Linked DNA regions of Sus scrofa: region 1 is linked to region 2. Evidence: chromatin contacts called from public Hi-C data. All regions are on one chromosome and are shown on one strand. The core of a region is the stretch at or near the end of the contact, and the rest is flanking DNA. Distances in the headings are between cores, read along the strand shown.

Region 1 (3,870 bases), core at 585-3,084, 120 kb before region 2:
AACCTCCATATGCGGTGGGTGCAGTCCTCAAAAGACAAAAGACAAAAAAAAAAAGAATACCACTGTAGCAGCTCAGGTTGCTTCATAGGCATGAGTTCCATCCCTGGCCCGGTGCAGTGGGTTAAAAGGATGCTGCATTGCTGCAAATGAGGTACAGGTCGCAGCTGCTGCTTGGATTCAGTCCCCGGTCTAGGAACTTTTTTATGGTGCAACCATAAAAAATTTTTAAAAAAATGAAAAAAACCCTTTTTTTTTTCAAGTTCCCAGGCTAGGGATGGGAGTTGCAGCTACTGGCCTACGCCACAGCAATGCCAGAGCTGAGCCACATCTTACACCGCAGCTTGCAGCAACACCAGGTCTTAAGCCAGTGAATGAGGCTGGGGATTGAATCTGCTTCCTCACGGATACTAGTTGGATTCTTAACCCACCGAGCCACAAGAGGAACTCCAAAAAATAAAAATAAATAAAAAAATTAAAATTAAAGAAAAAAAAGGGTTCAGAAACTAACTCGTGCCAAGGTTAGTGGGAAACCTGGAGTAAAGAGGTTACTCATTTTTTTCTTTCTTTAGGAGAAATAAATTGGCCAAAAGGGCAAGGAAAAGCCAAGGACAACTGCTTTGTGCCAAGTCAGCCCCAATTCTCAGAGAGAAGCACTAACTGGGAGGAACTGCAAGGCGGTGACCTTGTTTTACCCACTCCAAGCACTCACATCGCAACAGTCACACTGCGTAACCTTGGTAGGTCCCCACAGAAGAGAAAAACTAACGCAGAAGCTATGTGTACAAGCAAAGACATGTCTTAGTCCTCGGTTGTTGGGGATTTTAGTCCAAAAAGGCTTCAAGAGACTAAAAACTTACAAGGAAATGGACCCCCCCACACTTCATATTTCACAGATATTAAATTTAAATAGATCTTCTCTTACATGGGCCTTCCCCTTTACCCACGGACTCAGCATTCATAGTTTTAGTCCACCCGTCTATACTTTCAGATGTTGCGCGAGATTTAACTTTTCCCCCCCGATTTTCAGAGTCTGCTTACAAGTCAATGTTATTCTGTTTTCACCTCTGCTACTGTACCCTTTAGAATAACTAGTCGAAAATACATCAGCTGACTTCAAAAATGATCTACCCCTAGCTAACCATCTCCTGGCCGTCTCCAATTAATCTAGGATTTCCTCATTACCGGCAACACTGCCATTTCAAAATGCGGGGTCTGGGTTCTCAAATTCCCTCTTCCTGGACAGCTAAGAGGGGGCAGCACCAAAGACTAGCACTGACCTCCACCTCTAGAGCCCTGGGCTGTTCCAGAAACACAATCACACTCCTCTTTTCTGCAGAGTCCACCATTCTCAGAGCTTCTATTCCTACATCTGGAAAAGGAACACAGTTCTACTTCCAACACGTGGAAAAAAGCACTTTTCTTTCTCCTTGTAACACAGAGGTCCTGCGCTCGGTATGAAGGGTGGTATCTTAAACTGTGACTGAATTTGGCACCGTTCACATCTTATTTCCTCACATCAACAGGCGCGGTCCTGACATCAGAGACTGTTTTCTTCCTGTCCCTTCACAGCATTAATCCCAGGCCTTTCCACAAAATGCAAGCTCTACAAATACGTGACTGATCACTGATCAACTTCTTGATTTCCCAGGGAGTCTCTAAATAGGTCATCCACAAAAAATACAGGTAATGCCTCTGTCTGTGAGTCTACAGGCAAAGCAATCAACAGTTTGTCCTCTATAAAAATGAGCCGACAGTACTAAATGCCCCCCAAGTTCCTGCCAGTGCCATCACTGAATCTAATTAGATCAAACCAAACCCCAAAGACATCTCCGTTCAGGTCAGCAGGATAATTTTTTGGAGGAGAGGGGTCAGTAACCCTGTGGGCCCAATCACCACCAGAGGAACTAGGAGGTGGAGCAGAAAGCGAATGCAGAGAAAGGGAAAATAAAAGTGAGTGGTACCGCTAAAATGCCAGCAGGTGTCACGAGTATTACCATGCCACACACTGTTCTCTGATATATTCTGGCATGCCCAGGAGCCTTATACAACAGCAGCTCTTGCCAGACACACTCTTGCCCTATATTTTCCCAGGACACCCCTAGGAGCCCTTCCAGGACCCTGGACTTCTCTATGGACCTTCCCGAGCGGGGCACGCCTCCGGCAGAGAAATCTGGGAAGAAGTCACCATTAGTCTCATGTACTACAATTGTCACTCTGTGGGCCCCCGAACGTCCACATGGAAAAGAGCAGGTGAAAGTAAAGGGCTGACAGACATGAAGTAACTGTTTCAGGCAGTCACCTCTTTTGAAATTAATCCAGGGAGAAAAAAGGAACAAAGATATAGATCAGCGCTGTCCCGGCAGTAAAAAGCAAGCCACGTACGTAACTGTAGATACTCCAGCAGTCACACTGTTTAAAAGCTAAAAAATAAATAGGTTCAGGTGGCATAACAATGTATTTCATTTCTTGCACCATACCCAAAATATTTTCAGTAGAACGTGTTATCAAAACCAAAATTATTACTGAGGTTTGTTTGTACTAAATCTTTGAAATCCTGAGTGTATCTTACGGTGATAACATCTCAATTCAAACACTACATTTTCATCAGAAATATTCAATCTGTATTTAGATTTCACAAAATTTACAGCTTACAAAGGAGATGCATATGCTCGAGTTGTTTCCTAACCAAATGAAGTTTTCCAATAATCGAATGCATCACCAGTTTTTAAAATTAAAGTTAAAAAAAAAAATAAGGAGTTCCCGTTGTGGCGCAGTGGTTAACGAATCCGACTAGGAACCATAAGGTTGCGGGTTCGGTCCCTGCCCTTGCTCAGTGGGTTAAGGATCCGGCGCTGCCGTGAGCTGTGGTGTAGGTTGCAGACGGGGCTCGGATCCTGCGTTGCTGTGGCTCTGGCATAGGCCGGTGGCTCCAGCTCCGATTCAACCCCTAGCCTGGGAACCTCCATATGCCGCAGGAGTGGCCCAAGAAATAGCAAAAAAAAAAAAAAAAATTCACTTCTTCATCATCCTCGCCAGACTTCAGGTGCCTGTCAGCCACCTGTGACTAGTGGCTGCCGTTTTAATGCAGGTAGAGACAGTCCTATCACCTGCAGTCTTTGATGCCATCATCCTTCATGCAGCACGTCATTCTACAGCCCCCACCAAGTACTCAAATTATGCCAGGTGTTTTCTGCCCTACTTCTAATCCTTAAAGTTTGTTAATACTTTAGTGATGATCATTTATGAAGCAGCCCTTCCTGAAGGCTGAACTCTTTCAGCTGAGAGAATCCGGGGGAAAAAATGGAGACATCCTGATTCAGACATGGGGTTCGTTTTCGAGGTAAAGGTGGAGGATCCTGACATTGCTACGTTTTGGCCAGGATATTAGTCACTCTGCAAAAGTGGCAGGCGTTGTTTATAGTAAGCCTCTCAACTTCCACACTCACAGCAGCTGTCACTGCATCCTCAGATTCCTCGCCTGCAAGTGCTCCCTCCCACGCCCTCCTCTACCTCTAGCAGACTCTCCAGAGCACATTCTTGCAGCCCCTCTTTAATTCATTCTGAAAAGTGCCTGTTATTGTTGACATACCAAAACATACGAAGAATTCAATACACGAATCTCACACCATCCTATGAATCATTCATTGATCTAGGTACCCAACTGATATTGAGAAAAGCTTTTCTGAATCTACGTGGAAAGTACCCCTCTCCCCTGCCCCAAAGGAACCAATTACACAAACTACAGTTTTCTCTCCCCATGTTAAAGTGCAGGGCTCCTCCTGCAGCTGACTTAAGAATTATCTTCTAAATGGAGCTGGATTCTGAAGATAGTACTATTTTGAGCGGTCTTCCTGTTCTGAAGCTCAAGTC
Region 2 (3,775 bases), core at 837-3,336:
CGAGGACACAAAGGAGAGAATTATCTGTTCTAATGGTGGGAGGTGGGATTGGAACAACTTTATTTCATTTTATTTTATTTTATTTTTTTGTCTTTTTGCCATTTCTTGGGCTGCTTCTGCAGCATATGGAGGTTCCCAGGCTAGGGGTTGAATTGGAGCTGTAGCCGCTGGCCTGTGCCAGAGCCACAGCAACCCAGGATCTGAGCCACGTCTGTGACTTACACCACAGCTCATAGCAACACCGGATCCTTAACCCATTGAGCAAGGGCGGGGACCGATCCCGCAACCTCATGGTGCCTAGTTGGATTTGTTAACCACTGAGCCACGACAGGAACTCCCTGGAACAACTTTATGGAAAAAGAGATGAATAGAGAGATGTTCTTCAGGTTGATGAATGGGGGTGGGCGAGAAGGATTTTTCAGCAGAGGGCCAGTGTGATGGGTAAGAGAGGAATGACTTAGCCTGGTGTTCTCTTGGGCCTGCAAATAGAGAGAGGCTGGGGAGGTCCTGGGGTGGAGGACTTTGATTCTGTACGAAGATGGTGGGGCTGGAAATTATTGGGGCCACTGAAGCCTTGTAAAGAAGGGGAGTCACGTGATCAGATTTTTTGGTGTCCCAGAAAGACTTCTGTTCGCAGTAGAGCATTTAGGTACTGGGATAGGGAGGAGGTGGTGACAAAAGGACGTATAAGCGATTGTTGTTGGAATAATTGGACCAAGGGATGTTGAACGCCTGAATTGAGGCAAGACCAGTGAGATGGAGAGGATGTACCTTTTTTTTTTTTTTTTGATCTTTTTAGGGCCACACCTGCAGCATACAGAAGTTCCCAGGCCAGGGGTCTAATTGGAGCTGTAGCCACTGGCCTACGTCACAGCCACAGTAATGCAGGATCCAAGCTGCATCTGCGACCTACACCACAGCTCACGGCAATGCCAGATCCTTAACCTGCTGAGCGAGGCCAGGGATCGAACCCATGTCCTCAGGGATGCTCGTCCGGTTTGCTCACCGCTGAGCCATGGCAGGACCTCTATTACCGTTCTTGAAAGAATGCATTGAGGAGGAAGGGTTGCGAGGAGTTGTAACTGATGTTAGGTATTGCCGGCTCTTGGCCTTTCTTGATTGCCTGCCCGGCTGTTGGAGTTTCTTGGCTCTCATCACCTTCCCTGCACTTCTCCAGCTATGTTTATTTCTCCAGACTCTAGACATTCCACCCACAAAAGTCAGCCCCCCACTACTTTTTGTGTGGCTGTTTGCCATGGCTGAAAAAAGCAAAGCAGAACTTCAGCTTTGTTACCACCTCACAGTATTTTCGCTAGTTTACATCCTTTAATTGTAAGGCTTGGGTAGTTTTAAGTAAGCTTAAAAATGTGTTTTAGAAAAGCATCATCTATGTTAAACTCCTTTGGGAAGGTGGTTGGTTAATAACTACTCCTTCCAGTGAGTTCCAGACCACCCACTCTGAAACCTAGCTCTGTCGTTTACTGGCGATGACCTTGGGCAAGTTACCTTAGCTCTGCACTATTATTTTTTTTAATTTTTAAAAAATTATTCCTCATGGAAAACAGAGATTCCGAAAAGGATGGAGTTACGTGAATATAGGGAACGTGCTTAGAAGAATAGAGTAAGTGCTCTGTAAGTATGAGCTTTTGTGACTTGCTGTACACGAGGTGCAGGTCATGAATTCTTTTTTGGTGACTCCGTGAAGTGTTATGTTCCAAAATAGTTGAAAAACTATTTAGCCAGGCAACGTCTAAAAGTCAGCTTCGGTTATGAAATGTTTTCTGTGTCTTTTCACTGCTTTGCTTTTGCTGTAACGTCTCCTTTCAGGGCGAATAACCGTTCAAGTTCTTGTACATCCAGGCCTGTTTTTGGTGAAGTACGTCAGTCTCCTCACTGATTTAGCTTGTAGCGTTTCTCCTTGAAAAACCCATCTGGTCACGGTTTTGGGTTGTGATTTTTCTTTCAAGCTCTGGAATAAATCCATTTGGCAGAGGGAGGGCCGTCAGGAAGGCTAAGTTCTCGGTGGCGCTTTCGAAACACCTTCTGTCAGGGCACATGCTCTGGGGAGGACGTGCCTGTTGAGCGTGCTGAAGGTGATAGAATGTGGAAAGGTCAAGAAGCGACTTGGGGATGACGGATGACTCATCCTCCTGGTCCATATGGCGGTCGAGAGGCGTCCTGCAAATGGCGGGCGGAAGTGAGTGGCGTGGCCGCCAGCCAAGGCTCCCCCGGGGGTGGTGGGGCCTGGGCCTGGTGAGGGCTCTGGGGTTTGGTCAGCCGGGTCCGTGCTAAAAACAGTTCAGCCCCACCTGGCCTTCACAGGACCCTTTTCAGTTGGGTAAGAAGCCCTCTTTTATGTGTGACTATGTGTATAGAGGTATGGGTTTTCCCTTTTAATTCCCTTAGACGTTTCACGTGTGAGAGCAGTTTTCTAAAAATAATATCCACTTTTTAAGACACACCGACTTCCAGCTGGTTGTAGTGCACAAATAAGCCTTCTAATTTTGTTAGGAAACCTTTTTTCTTTTCTCTTTTTCTTTTTTGTTTTTTAGGGCCACACCCATGGCATATGGAGTTGCCCAGGCTAGGGGGTGAATCAGAGCTGTAGCCATAGACCTACATACACCACAGCTCATGGCAACAGGGGATCCTTAACCCACTGAGCAAGGCCAGGGATCGAACCCACGTCCTCATGGATACGACTAGAGTTCGTTAACCATTAAGCCATGACGGGAACTCCAGGAAACCATTTTTTAAAAAAAGTATATTGACTGCTTACGAGGTGATCTAGTAGCTAGGGAACAGTAACCAGCTCAAACAGAGATTCTTCACTTAAAAAAAGAGAAAAAAAAAAGCTGGCAGTGAGATGGGGCTGGTAGTGTAGTGCATTAGGTAATAGTTTTTTTGTTTTTTGTTTTTTTTTTCATTTCTAAACTTGACTGCTGAAAAGGTGCATTTAAATCGTAACCTGCACGTTCTCAGACTTGGTCATAATTTATCCCAAGAGGTAACAGAATTGTCTCCCAGATACCGTGAAGTATCGGCATCAAAACATTTCAAATCTTTGTCAAAGTTCGGTTTCACAGAAAGTACCTTGAACTTTGGAATTATAAGTAGGATATAATTTTAGCCTTTTCATTGGTGATGATACCTTTAAAAGGCGAGTCATCGTGTCGGCCGTGGTCATCTTTTCCATTAGATTCGTTCTGAGCAGTGCTGAACACTGTTTTCTGTGGGTAATTCTGGGACTTTTTTTTAAAGCACAAGCCAGAGAAGTCAGAGCCACTTGAATGTGTGCAGTGTTTGTATTTTTGTTTTCCCTGAGAGTTGAATGATCTTCGTCCTCAGATATTCCAGGATGTGTACTCAGAGCCCTCGGTGTCCAAGGAAAAGGTAGATGCTGGGGAACAAAACCACATGTGCTGGCACTACCGTATTGCGTCCTGGTTTTGCACATGTGTTTTACCACCCTGGACTGGTACCCTTAACTGCTTTGACCTTATCCCCTTCCTAGTTTTCTTTTTTGTAAATTTATTATTATAGTTGATTTACAACGTTCTGTCAATTTCTGCTGCACAGCCAAGGGACCCAGTCATACATGTATATAACATTCTTTTTCTCATATTATCTTTTATCATGTTCGATCCCAAGAGATTGGATATAGTTCCTGTGCTATACAGCATTTTTCTTTTGAATCAGGCCTCTGAAGAGTGTTACATCCCACTGGGCAACACATGCCTACAGAAGAAAAGCCGACAATCGCATGTCTTCTTTT

What was found. Hi-C and Micro-C count contacts between places; a contact is called where the count stands out from the background.
Region 1: a contact with region 2 is called in a Hi-C map of omental adipose tissue, with 2.3 times the contacts expected there. The contact joins two enhancer-like sites. A contact is called at or near these places in 1 of 5 promoter capture datasets (liver), 13 of 47 Hi-C or Micro-C datasets (brain, embryonic fibroblasts, fetal skeletal muscle and 7 more) and 1 of 2 datasets of contacts at active chromatin or transcription factors (skeletal muscle).

The regions. Positions count from the first base shown.
Region 1 is chr6:147,322,830-147,326,699 of Sscrofa11.1, reverse strand. It overlaps a transcript of JAK1 not described here. Among named protein-coding and RNA genes, the nearest start is that of MIR101-2, 6.1 kb to the left of the region's middle. Within about 2 kb of position 1,834, at least 5 of the 83 cell types and tissues checked have an H3K27ac peak or open chromatin away from gene starts, as enhancers often do. A contact at or near this core is called in mesenteric adipose tissue, omental adipose tissue and retroperitoneal adipose tissue, where this site is marked.
Region 2 is chr6:147,204,167-147,207,941 of Sscrofa11.1, reverse strand. All of the region lies in intron 2 of AK4 (adenylate kinase 4), which reads left to right. Among named protein-coding and RNA genes, the nearest start is that of DNAJC6, 51 kb to the right of the region's middle. Within about 2 kb of position 2,086, at least 14 of the 83 cell types and tissues checked have an H3K27ac peak or open chromatin away from gene starts, as enhancers often do. A contact at or near this core is called in mesenteric adipose tissue, omental adipose tissue and retroperitoneal adipose tissue, where this site is marked.